Linked DNA regions of Oryza sativa: region 1 is linked to region 2. Evidence: chromatin contacts called from public ChIA-PET data. All regions are on one chromosome and are shown on one strand. Each heading gives the region's core, a stretch centred on a gene start, on an enhancer-like site or on the middle of the called end of the contact. The rest is flanking DNA. Distances are from core to core; before and after follow the strand shown. Region 1 holds the start of LOC107277638 (RPM1-interacting protein 4). Region 2 holds the start of LOC4341599.

Region 1 (6,997 bases), core at 1,844-4,343, 83 kb after region 2:
TGTAGCTACTCAAATATATCATGTATGCTTAAAAGGGATTACCGAATACATGCTTGTAGCAATGCTATACTCTGAGAACTTATCACAGGCGATGGTGTAATGGGCATCTAACTGAAATTCTAGAAAACATACAGTGCAAACCACACATCTGGTGTAAACCTGAAAACTATCGTTGGATCCAAAAATTGATGTTTGATATTTGTCCATGTTAACAAGAGTAAAACTTTTTCTCATGATTAAATCTGGAAGTAAAAGTTTTATTTTTGATGACGTGAACACCATTTTAGACATCTATTTTTTATGTAACGATAGTTTCTAAGTTTCTATTACATATACAGTTTGTACTACATATTTTGCCCTGAATTCAGTTGACATATAATGATTTATCCAAAGGTGAATATATAGGTGATGCAGCAAGATGTGCAGTATGGTGCCTTGATAATTAATTATCTGAAATGGACAATATAGCAGGGTGAGTGAGAACTTTGTGTATCCAACGGTGTAAAGACAATCTTGTCTAGTCAATTGTTTGGTAATTGTGCAAAGTCGAAGAAATCTAGATTTGGCACATAAAATAGTTCCACGGAGATATCCTCGAATTTATTGGCAAAAATGAGTTGCATATGTGGAAGAAAGTATTACTTGGCATAATGTTAAAGAATTAATGCCAAAATGTCATTGTTTAATTTCATTCGACGCCAAAACTAGTTTGACATAAGGCCTACAATTCATTGGCAAAAATTGTTGCACACGTGGAAAGTGGACAATACATACTAGAGACCCTTTGTGACAAAATCTGAGTGTTAATTTTATTTGGCATAAAAAATAGTTCGATGTAAGCCCTATAATTCATTGGCAGAAAGTCATTCCATACCTTGAAAGGTCGAAAGTTACTGGACAACGACGTAACGTAGTAGAGGCCCCTTTGTATCAGAATCTGTTCCAATACTAGTATACATATACCTACATATCCTTCACATATTTTTCACATATTGACATATATAGTCAATTCAAGTAATTATGAAATAAAAAAATGTTTCGGCATAATCTTATTTTTTTTATTATTAGGTTCTAGTAGTGAATAATATCTGGATAACCTACTAGTAATCTGATCAGGAAAGGCATTTTTCCTATGATTTCAAAGCACACATGGTCACACACAATATGAGAGGGTTTGATGATAAATTGATTAGTTCTCTTGTAGTACCAGTATACTCTCAGTTATAATTCCTACATTATGGAAGAAGCATGGTGTTTTTGTTTTCATGAAATTTATCTTATGATAATATTAATAAACATAGTTAAATTAATGGAATTCAATGTTGAAGTTGTTTCTTGGATACTCTCATTAGTTCATCAAGATATTTCAAACTATTGGATTGGCTGCCCACACATGTTTCTAAGGTGTGATATGATCTGTTCGTACTAGAATAACACTGCTTTCAACTGCAGTTTTAGTTAAAATCTATGAAAGATTATATTTACAGGATATATAGAATAAATTGTACTAACGGTGAGGCATTCCTTGAACATGGTTTGTTCATATATATAAATTGACCATATGATTCCCGTGCATATATAATCAAATAGTGCTAGCAGATGCAGTGGATTATTGAGGTTATAGAACATCGGTATATATATATTATGTATAGTTTTGGAAAATGTTCAGTATATATTTATATATTATATACAAGATAAGAAGTCAAAACAGTATACTGCTAATTAATCTGCTATATATAATTAAGATGATCTTGGAGAGGAAAAACATATTATGGATACCTAGATAAGAATGTAAGAAGAAAATAAATTGAAATTGAATGTTTTAATTTCAAACATGTGAAGGCGTATAGTATAACTAATCCTGGTATAATGCTATTTCATTATGCATACATGCATGATTACTTGCTGTGAGAATCAAGAACTAATATATTGCGCACTTCTTTAATACTCCCTCCATTTTTTTTTTGTTTGAATTGGTTAGCTCAAAATTGAACTAACCAACGTCCCATACATTTGTGCAAGGAGGTAGTATTTGATTAAACGTCTCTGAGATACATACTTAATTAAGGGGGAAAAAAGCGGTGTGTAGAGTACTCTTATTATAGATTTTGTTGTTCTTTTAATGGTATTATTGATTTTGTGGTTCTATGAGAAGAAAAAACGCGGTCTTTGTGGCAACTTGATTTGTTGCATGCGTGCGTCCTAGCTATAGCTAGCTAGCTGGACTCAAAACACATTAAGAGAAGCATCCGAGTTTTATGTTACAAAATAATATATAGCTAAAAGAAGTTGTCTTAATCTCTTTCAGAGAAGTTGCAGTAGGTCCAACTGAAATGTAGATTTTCTTATTGATGAACTTGGTCTGAAAAATAATAAGTAGAGATATATATAGCCTTTGGATGGTCATACATAAGGTGACAGGAAATACTGGTCGTGTCGTTGTGTATGGCATCAGAATTCACAACCAAATTAAGGTACTAATACTATCTAGTAGCTAGTATATGAATATGTCCTTTCTGTGGTAGACTGGTAGTATACGAGCATCTGAAAATATATATATTCACCAGCTGGTAAATCAGAGTTTCAATTAACTGAGACAAAGGCAAATCAGTAGCAACAAATTAAATTAAATAAGAAACTTGCAGCTTTAGCACACCAGCCATGCATGCCGTGTGCATGTTCAAATTGACCAATTAAAAATAGATCACCACACACGCATACATCCGCACGTACGGGCAAAGACGACTACGCCTCATATTTTCGCTTATGCTTATACTTATACTTAATTATCAGCCGAAATTTAAATTTTCAACTATAAATTTAAAGTTAATTTTAGGATTTTTTTTTTCATCGAAGTTTATTTTTCAGTCTCTACTTTTAAATCGTTAAGAACATGTATATATTTTTTTCACAAATTAATTTTTGTTTGCAAATATATATGTTATTTAGCTTATTCCCCCGATAAACGAAACAATGGGGCCGGTACGATTATCTGAAGACGATGTCAGTGTAGGCAATGTCAAACAACGAAAGAGACGACGACTACATACATATCTGCAAGATGGACACGGTTGGTAGTAGGTAGGAAGTTTTTCTGCTGTTTCCTTCTCCCTTTTTCCTATATATATTCAGCCAAAGCCAGCCGTTTGCTAGCTAGCTTTCTTTGCTGCTCGATCTTAGTTATTGTCGCCATCTTCTCAACGTACTAGGGTGCCACCATTTCGCAGCTTGATTTTGCTCGATTAATTTGCTTTTATTAGGAGAGGCTGGATAATTTAAGCTCCTGATAAACACAAGCATATTGCATATATAGAGAGGCGTTTTTTGGGGGCGGTACGTGTTTGAGGTTGGCCTGCTTGTCTGCTTTCTCTCTCTCCTCTCTCAAGGGGAAGGGGAGAGAAGTAGCTAGAGCTCGCCGTCGTCGTCGATCGCCGCCGTCGATCGATTCGTCGTCGTCGTCGTCGCCGCCGTCTTCCGGTCGAACCCTCTTCAGGCGTATATATGGCCGTGAGTGCTTCAATTCTTCGTTGCTTAATTAATTGCCCTGCTTCAACTAATTTAATTCTTGCATATCAAAATTGTGTTCTTGCTGGCTTCTTGCTTTGCTTAATTAATCAATGTTCTTTCTGCTTTGTTATTCCTTGCATGCATAAACTGTTGTTTCACCTGTTTTCTCTGACGACCAAGCATGCCGTTGATCATGTTGCTAATTAATTACTTACCTTCATAAAGATCATTTCTAGGCTTAATTACGTTGGCAACAAATAGGATCATGAATCGGAGAGGACGAGTTAGCACATATGCATGCCGGAAATTAAACCATCTCGCTGAAATGAATTGATCTCTAGCGGAATTAGAGCAAGAAGAAATGGTAGAGAAAGGTTCCTGTCGCTCCAAGCTTCTTGTTGTTGACATGCACGATTAAGAAGATGATCTAGGAGACGCGTTCATATAGATCAATTTGCTTCAATTTGAAGATCTGTGCACACATTAATACATTAATTAATTGATGAGAACGAGTACGTCATTGAATATCTTGACGCGCCGCAATAAGATTATATATCCTTTTTATATAAGTACTGTCCGAGCGATCATCTTGGTTGGAAGTTAATTATATTGCTGTTTTCTTAATCTTGTTTACCCATTCAAACCACACATCCAGAATACAGTATGATTAGAAAGGCAAAAGAAACGCGGTTTTGTTTAATTTATAGCTACTTGGAAGCACGTAGCTTTCAAATACAGGAGGCGGTTCGCACGACTCTGACAGGAGCCATATAGCAATCCAATAGTATAGCAGATACAAAGTTGACCAGAAATACAGTATCCATATCTGATGATCTTCAGCTCTTGGTTCACTGAGATTAGAAAAATAAACATGGGACAATTCTTTAAAAAAAACATGAAATGCATGACACGTACCCACTTTGATTTTGCTTTTCCATTTTTCTTTATGAATGCCACTTTGCTGTTTGGCCCCATTTGACTGTGATGATTTTTTTTTTGTCAATCTCAAAACAGCTAGATTATGACTAATACAGTGCTAATAATTTAATTTTGCATTTGTTTACAAATCCAGTTGATTTTTTAAAGAGTAAACTGCATCATATCCCCCTGAACTTAATTGTTTGGTCGTGTATATCTTAGGTTCCTGACATGGGAGTTAAACATTTATGTCTAAGTTATGTATTATCTGCTATTGACTTACCTTTATTTAGAAAATGGATGTGCCATTGACCATGTAATTAAGCTAATTTTTGGTGACATTTGCTAGCACGTACTGTAATGGAGAAAGTAACCTACAGGTAACTACATGTCATTTTATATAGACACAAATCAAGTCACACTTTCAAGACCTTATACATCAAAGTATTTTAAATAATTAGATTGCATACACAAAATAATTTATGTAGATTTCTCTTGTAAATCAGTTTTAGGTAGTACTGTGTGCAATTTTGTAGGATCTTAACAAATACTCTATGTTACAGTAGAAATTTGTGGTTATTTTTGTATTAATATTTTCAAAACTGTATTGATTAATGTATAAAATAATAAGTTCTTTGCCTTATTATATATCATAACACTGTGAGAAATCACCCAAAAATAAGACAGAAAAAGTGAGAAACAAAGGGTGCTCCCACCATCTCAGTGACCACAATAGATCACATCATATACCATCACATCAACCAGAAAATTATTTTCTAAATAAGTTCTTGCTAATAACAAGAGAGAGTTAGGAATTTATCTCATCACTTTTTTTTAACAAATTTATGTTTGTGTGTATTATGACTGAAGCCGAGAGTGTAAAACATTAATTATTCCCATTATCTAAAAATAATTCTTGTATATGATTTTGTCACGTTTTTTAAATGCCCACGAGGACATGGTCTGATGAGTGTGTGATTTTGTGCACTTGCAGAAACGGCCCAGCGTGCCCAAGTTCGGCACCTGGGAGGCCGACAATGTCGGGTACACGCTCTACTTCGACAAGATCCGCGAGAACAAGGGCGCCACCGCGCCGCCGCTCCGCCATCCGTACAACCATAACGACCCCGCCGAAAACCCCGGCGTGATCCGCGCCGCCGACAACCTCGCCGCCGCGCCGTCCTCCAGGCCGGCGACGTCGAGCGGCCACCGCGAATCGCAGAGGCATCATCAGCAGCCGCCGGGCTCCCACCAGCACCACCGGCGCTCCGGCAGCGTGGCGTCGGACCCGGGCGACTTCCAGAGCAAGTTCGCGCCGCCGCCGCAGTTCCGCCCAAGCCCAAGCCCCTCCCAATACGATCACCACAGCTCCGACCACCGCCATGGCCACGGACACCACCCACCCCATGCCGGGTACAACTGCGGCGGCGGTGGGCGCCGCGCGCCGTCGCCGTCGCCGCAGATGCACGCGGCGTCGAGGCGGCACCACCACGGCCGCCACCACCAGCAGGTGGCGCCCAAGGCGCGGTCCGCGTCCGCCTCGCCGCAGCACAACATATACGGCCGCCAGAGGGCATCGGCGGTGCCCAAGTTCGGGGTGTGGGACGAGCAGAACGGCGAGGCGGCGGCGCAGGGGTTCACGGTGATGTTCGACAACGTGAAGCGGAGCCGAGCCGCGGCCCGGGGCGCCGGCGCGGCCGGCGTCGTCCCGCGCTCGCCGCCGCAGGAGATAAGCGCCGCCAACATGAGGCACTCTCGGGATCACTCCCTCATGTCCAAGGTACACGTTGTTTGCATTGCAGCAGGTCACTGCCTTTCTCCGTCCTAAAATATAGCAATAAGGATCAGATTGAATATAGAGTAAAATGCACCGGCGGTCCTTAAACTTGTCAGGAGGTTTCACTTAGGTCCACGAACTTGTAAAGCGCACATCGAGATCCCTAAACTTGGTTTATTGTATCATCCCGGTCCAAAGCCGCGTTTAACCGTGATCTTGCACGCCACGTGGATGATGACATGGAATTTTTTTATTTTTTTCTCCCTTCTTAATTCTTTTTTTCTCTTTCTTCCTTGTCGAAAAGACGAAAATGCCTTGTACACGTCGTCCATGTCATCGTCTTTTCATAAAAGAAAAAAAAAGGAGGGAGGGAGAAAAAATTTCAAAAAATCCATGTCATCGTCCACGTGGCATGCCACGTAGACAAGACCACGGTCAAACGCGGCTTTAGACCAGGATGATATAATAAACCAAGTTTAGAGACCTCGATGTGCGCTTTGTAAGTTCGTGGACCTAAGTGAAACCTCCTGACAAGTTTAAGAACCGCTGGTGCATTTTACTCTTGAATATATTGTAATCAGGGTTTGCAATTTCGAAACTTGTGTTTTTGCCGCTGGTGACCGAAAGAACTGAATTTTCGGAATTTTTTGGACGATTTTTTTTATTTTTTAACATATTTTTACCAAATTTAAAAATGTTTGGCAAAAGCCAAAAATTTCGGGGAGATTTTGACCTTGTCGGTGGGGGCCGAAATTTCAAACCATGACTGTCTAGTCTCATAATATTAAGATATGT
Region 2 (6,518 bases), core at 1,237-3,736:
TACATGTGTTCCAGAACAACCTGAACTTGTTGTATGCAGGAAAACTTTTTTTTTTACCTCGCTTTCACGAGAAACCGATCGTCTTGCCCAGCAGCCACAGGAAGAGCGTCCACTCGAGCATGAATATCGTGTGCAGGTAGGACCTGTCCAGCGTGAACCCGAACACCGTGATCCCCGCTCTGTTGTTCTCCAGATAGGTCACTGCACCAAACATGAGTGAACATTTTATTTCATTATTGTCAAGTTGCATACACCGATAAATTCATCCAAAAAAGTTTAGGCTGATGCAACAATGTACAATTCACTTTTTACGTTGTGAGATGTAGAAGTTGAATTTGAACTTACATGTTTGTAGAGTGATATATCATATGTTAACACGTCTCCTCAATCTTTTTTAAATTTTTTCATAACCATTTGAGTGACATGCAAACAACGATGAGATATCCCCTCGAGGGATGAAAATAATTTCCCAATTCACTTAGGTCCAATTCTTTTCTAATTAAAATGTAAATTTTACCTTGGTTTCCATTATCATGTTTTTCAAACTGCTAAACAATATGTTTCATATGAAAACTTTCTCTATAGGAGTTACTCCAAAATACAACAAATAAATTTATTTTTATGTTCATAATAATGAAAATTCAATTAATTATGTGCTAATGGTTTTCTCGTTTTATATGCATTTCTCATGTTCGAACACCACCTTAGCTATCATATCAACGATTATTATCGAAGTAACTGGATGGATCATGAAATTGTTACTGCTGTAACGGTATTTACCTAGAGCCTGTCTTTTCTGGAAGGAGATGACGTGTGCTTGGGGCAGCATGATCTTGGTGTTCTCGAGCAGGTCCTCGTCGCCGGTCTCCTCGCTGGACTCGCCGTCGCTGTCGCTGACGGGCTCCACCTCGAGCATCGAGCTGTGGTTCGACCCGGGCTCCGCCTCCTCGTCCGGCACCGGCTCGATGGTACAGCAGGCGTGCCATTTCGTCGTCTGCCCGGTCAGCGCCTGCGCCTGGTGCGTGATCTTCGCCGCGCTGCTCAGGATTATGATCAGCCCTGACATGAGCACCACTGAACACAGCTGCACAAAATCGAACCAGAAAACGTTGTTACTTTTTAGGAGCAAGGATTTAATTCGCAGAATGCAGGGAGATTTTCCATTTCGGAGTTAGTACAAGTAGTAGCACTGAATTAGCAAGGTGTCCACCCAAATTGTTTAATAGTTGTAACTTTACAGGTCAATTTGTGCTTAATTTAAGCATCAAGAAATGTTGGTTCCGTGTAAATTAAGACAAGATTGTCTGGAAGTTTCGTTTCGTCCATGATTGGGGATGATTGATTGCTATACATGGGATGGAATCGAACTTTGGGAACCAAATCGAGTGTTGCTGATCAAAGAATTTGGCCGTGATCGGGGACTCACCGCGAGCTCGCTGGTGTTGAGGAGATCGTCGACGGAGTCGTGGCGGGTGGTGAGGAGGAGGGAGGCGAACTGGCTGGCGGTGGCGATGAGGAGGGAGGCGACGATGAACTTGCGGAAGCGGTGGCTGATGACCTTGAGCTGCTTGCGGATGTCGAGGTGCTCCCGGAGCACGCGCTCGACGCCGGCCCTCCCTTCCTCCACCTCGACGAGCAGCGTCCCGGCGAAGTCCTCGAGGCGGAGCCCCTGAAGGTGGCAGATGAGGCGGAAGAGGACGCAGGTGAGGAGGTAGATGGCGCTGCGGTACATCCACGCCGCCATCTCGACGGAGCAGGCGACCGCGTTGCTGAGCACGTCGTTGCCGAAGAAGGGGACGCGGTCGCCGGAGGTGGCGTACCACCACACCTTGTAGGCGGCCTCCGCGGCGAAGCACGGCGCGACGAGGGAGGCGAGGAGGCGGAAGGAGAAGGAGAGGCGCGCGGTGTAGTTGAGCCTGACGCGGTCGCTCTTGGTGCGGAGCTTGTCGAGGTAGAGGAGGCGGCGGAGGCCGATGCGGCGGAAGGAGGAGGAGAGGCAGAGGAACCCCGCCGCGGACGCCGCCGATAGCGAGACCTGCACGACGGCGGAGAACGGCCTGCGGGACGCCCGGAACGCGAGGAGGAAGTGCGCCGCGGCGGGGACGGCGACGGCGAGGAGGAGGAAGAGCAGCCACGACAGCGCGGCGCCCCAGGGGCCCGAGTGGTCCATGCACACCCACCGGAGGCACGACCGGAACCACTGCAGCTCGTCGTCCGCCCGCGACACGCACCGCTGCAGCATCGACGCCCGACCTCCCCCTCCCCCACCCCCCTTCGCCGACGCCGCCGCCGGCAGCAGCGGCTCCCCCGCCGCCGCAGACGACGCGCTCGACCGCCTCCCCATCGAATCGGTCGGCCGAACCACTGAACTAGCTTGATCTCGCTCTCGCCCTCGCCGCGCCGCGCCGCGTCGCGCCGCGCGCGCGCTCTGCCTCCCTTGGGTGGTGGTGGAGTCCAATGGCGTCCAGGTGGAGGAGAGAGAAAGACGAGGGGATTGGCCGCTTGGGCTTTTGGTTATATAAAGAGGTGGGAATGGGAATGGGAATCGGGGGTGGAGTGATGGGAATGGGATTGCGTGTGCCTGGGATCTGGGTATCTGGTGGTGGTGGGCCTGGTGGCGTGGCGTGCAGGTGTGTGGTGGGGGAGGCGCAGGGCGGCAAGGCGAGCCGGCAAGGGAGGCGAGCGAAAGATTCGGGAACTTTTATAATTTTTTTGAACTTTTTAAATTTTATATTTTAAAAATAAACCTTTGTAAAACTTATTTTTTAAAAACCTTGATCTTTTAGGTCCTGTTTGCTTTAACTTAAGATTGATTAATCCAGATTATTGAGGTAAAGGCATATTACAATAAGCTAGATTATACTCCGTAATAAGCTATAGTAGAATAACTTATAAGTTATCTGTTTATATGATTATTGGAAGCATGAATTATTAGGTTTGAAAGGCTAATGCCTATAATGTCCCAAGTTATTTTGGATGCCCTTAGCTATTGCAAAGTGGGAGAAGGATGAGACGGCGAGTGGGAGGAGGATGAGAAGGTGATGGCGACAAGGCTTGGGAAAGGAGCTGGGGCGTAGGGTGGGGGCTTAGGGGAGGAGGATGAGAAGGCGGCGGCGACACGGCTTGGGAAATGAGCTGGGGCGTAGGGTGGGGGCTTGGGGAATGATTCGCACGTAGGGTTAAGGGTTTGGGGAAGGATTTGCGCTCGACTGGGGAGAGAGGAAGCGGATGCGGCGCGCAGCTGGAGGAGAGAGGAAGCAGATGTGCTCAGGCTGTTAGGTTCAATGGCAATGGATAATTTCTATAATGTTTTTAAGGGTAGTGGGTCTTTAACCACCCAATAATATGAAAAAAAGTACGTTTAGAGGAGATTACCAGATTATACTAACCTAGTTTATAAATTATAATAATCTACCTATTTGTTCCAAATTATTGCTAATAATCCAGATTATAATAATTCTAAGCTAAAACAAATAGGGCCTTAGTCACGCCAATCAGGATGGTGTGGCCAAATACACCATCACGCTAGTCAGACCAGCATGACAAAATAACGTTGTCACGTCATGTAGATCAACGTGATAGTGTTGTTTCGTCACTATAGTATGACTAACATTCCTAAAAAGTTCAAATGGAAAATAAGTTTCGGAAAAAGTTTACTTTTAGAATTTAAAATTTTAAAAGTACAAAAAATAAAAAAATAAAAAAAATCAAGATTCGGATGCTTACTACTTCACCAGCAGGGAGAGGACACAAATTGCAATTTCTTATCAGTAAATTTTAGGATGGCGCGAAAATGACAGGCTTTGATTTTATTTGACGTACGTTACCTTGTAGAGCCGCAATTGGTTTTTCCATTACCCTGTTTCCGCCGATGAATGGAAGCTTACGTGACCAGAGGGTGAAGGTTTTTATACTACCAATACTAGTACCTAGTTAAGCCGTAGTTTGGAACGTAGCTTAGGAGGATCCCCTAATATAGCATTATCACGCGTGTTTTGGTGCTGGGGCAGTGCATGTTTTTAACATTATTTTACTAGAAAATATTATAACATAGGTTTAATAGACGAGGCCAGAGATTACTCCGTGGCCTAATTAGAAATATGTTCTTACAAAGGCATAATGACGACAATAAGCTAATAAATGATGCATATCATAAATTTAAAATCAATGATTATGCATCTTTTTCTAACTTCGGATGGAGATTTACAAATAGAATTAAGTAATTATGGTTTTTTTTATCTTGTGTTGGTGTTTTTTAGTTTGTGTTTACTTTATGTTATGTCAGTACGTGCTGAGTGTTTCTATGTGTGGATTTTATAATAATTGGCTACAGCTCATTAAGCAAAGGCCAAAATGTTTATTTCATTACCTAACAGATTAGAAATATGTTCATGAAAAGTGTATGCGTGCTAGAAGTGGAGTGCACGCATATACTGTTTACATGCGTGTTTTTCATGTAATCGAGAAAAAATAGGCATGTAAGTGAAAAAAAGAAAGTAATAAAAATCTGAAAAAGGTAAAATTTACAATGCATCACAAAAGAGGGGAAAAAACAACAATCTCAGAAAGAGGGGGAAACTTATGGCCAAATCAAGCACGAGAACTCGCTCTCACCCAGAGAAATTATTGTGCCCAACACAAGCGGTAATCGACAAGCGTCACCTGATCAACGGCATCCCGGAGAGGGCGGAGGGCAACTGCAACAAAGAAAAAAAAAAGAAAATCCAGCTGATCGATCGCCGGACCTACCGCGACAGCGGCCGCGTTAAGTTCTCGTCGGCGTCTCGCCAACAACAGCAGCATATGCCTGCAACTCTGCAGAACAGCCAACACATATGACGTTTACATTTTCTTGTGTTCTTCGTTTTCTCTGCATTTTTCTCTTCGGTTTGTTTCATAATTTATGTCACAAAATACGATAGCTATAGGTTGTATATATGCATGTCGTGATCACGATTTCACAGGAGGGGGGGGGGGGTGATAACTTGGAGCAATTATGCAGTTCCTTTCGTTTTCGGTATTGTTCAGGAATCTGTCAAGATCCGAGGGGGATTCATATGCCACTAACTGAATCAGAAACGCGCGTAATTGCAGATTATTTCCAAGCTGCATGTATGCGCGGTAATCATCCACCACCAGGCACATATCGTGATTCAGAGAAGATATATCTTCCAGATCAAGAGAAGGGAAGATATCTCAGGAACCAGTTGTTACAGTTGTGTTAGGCCAGTACAGTACAGTATTCTTCCAACAAGTTCTGACAAGAAGCTTCACGAGCTAACGAATTATTACAAATTTATAATCGCCAGATGCAATGATTTGCAAGGAAAATCAAGGAGCAGCAGACGGTGCGGCGAAGAACGCGGGCCGACTAGCCAAGTGAGATGATTAGCAGTAAACCACCGGGATCACGACCAATCATCCATGTGATCCAGCCTGATTCCTCACACATAACCACACACCCTGCTCATCTGCTGGGCTAGCTGGCCATCAGCAAGCCATATCCTCCTGCCTGTGATCTAATCTAACCAGATGATCAGAAAGCGACCGGATAACAATTCAGAAAAAACTTATCCATAATATAAATTTCAAAACTTAATTTTCGAGTTGATTTTCACATTTTTATATCATAGTTTCTTTTTTAATATTAGCTTTTCAATCGCTAAGAACGCATGAAAATTCTAATTATATAAATTATTATTATCTGATGCTAATAAATAGTATGATTTATAATCAGCTATGAGCGAAACGGTTGGTCTTTTGCTGCATCTGATGATTGCATTCATCATTGCAGGTACAAGGTTCTGGATCCGGCACGACGTGTCGTCAGAAACCGCGGTTGATATCTCCAGGTGGTAGTGTGGCTCCAGATTCTTTAATTAATCAGGTTTACTTAAAAAAAGATTCCTTAATCAAGTGATTAGTTAATCCTAATTGAACTCGGAAAGCTGTCGCTACGCTTCCAAGTGATGGTAGTAGTACTGTAGTTCTTTGGCTCCTGAAGGGACAAGAACAGATGATGCTGAGTCACACATGGTCTAAAAGTAAAGAATTGGCAAGTTCTTTTCATTCCCTTTTGTGCTGTTTGATTGATGAAACATGGAAGCCAAGTCACCTTGATCACTTGGCCTTTTTTTGTTTGGACTCTTGGTTCTCCTATAGGTCATGTACTCATGTGTTTGCTTATCTGATAAGAACCTGTCAATTAATACATTGGCCTTTTTATCACAGCTACTCTGTGTTATCAGAGTACTGTACTAATTGAGGAGAAAATGTCAGGCTCTTTTCATTGAAGGGAAGAGACTAAAGAGAAACTCAACAGGAGCAAGAGACTTGGACTCTTCTCAATAATTTGATATTTTATATACAAATTAACCTGTCTAGAATTATTTGACTAGAGCATTATTGCCGAAAAAGATAACAATGTCAACGCCAAGCACTTGTCAAAGCCTTTTTCCTGTCCCTGATTTGCAGCCAGATATGACACATAATTCCCTGGAGGCAAATAGAGAGAGCCA

What was found. ChIA-PET counts read pairs in DNA pulled down with a chosen protein or histone mark.
Region 1: an H3K9ac ChIA-PET map of seedling shows a contact between it and region 2, with 4 times the contacts expected there. The contact joins the promoter of LOC107277638 here to the promoter of LOC4341599 in region 2. A contact is called at or near these places in 2 of 4 datasets of contacts at active chromatin or transcription factors (leaf and seedling).

What each region holds. Positions count from the first base shown.
Region 1 is chr6:26,693,042-26,700,038 of ASM3414082v1, forward strand. LOC107277638 (RPM1-interacting protein 4) reads left to right here and starts at 3,094. Exons shown (of 3, transcript XM_015787161.3): 1 at 3,094-3,507; 2 at 5,420-6,205. The coding sequence starts at 3,502.
Region 2 is chr6:26,611,013-26,617,530 of ASM3414082v1, forward strand. LOC4341599 reads right to left here and starts at 2,487. Exons shown (of 3, transcript XM_015785676.3): 1 at 1,427-2,487; 2 at 781-1,084; 3 at 1-201. The coding sequence starts at 2,344. The coding sequence ends at 65.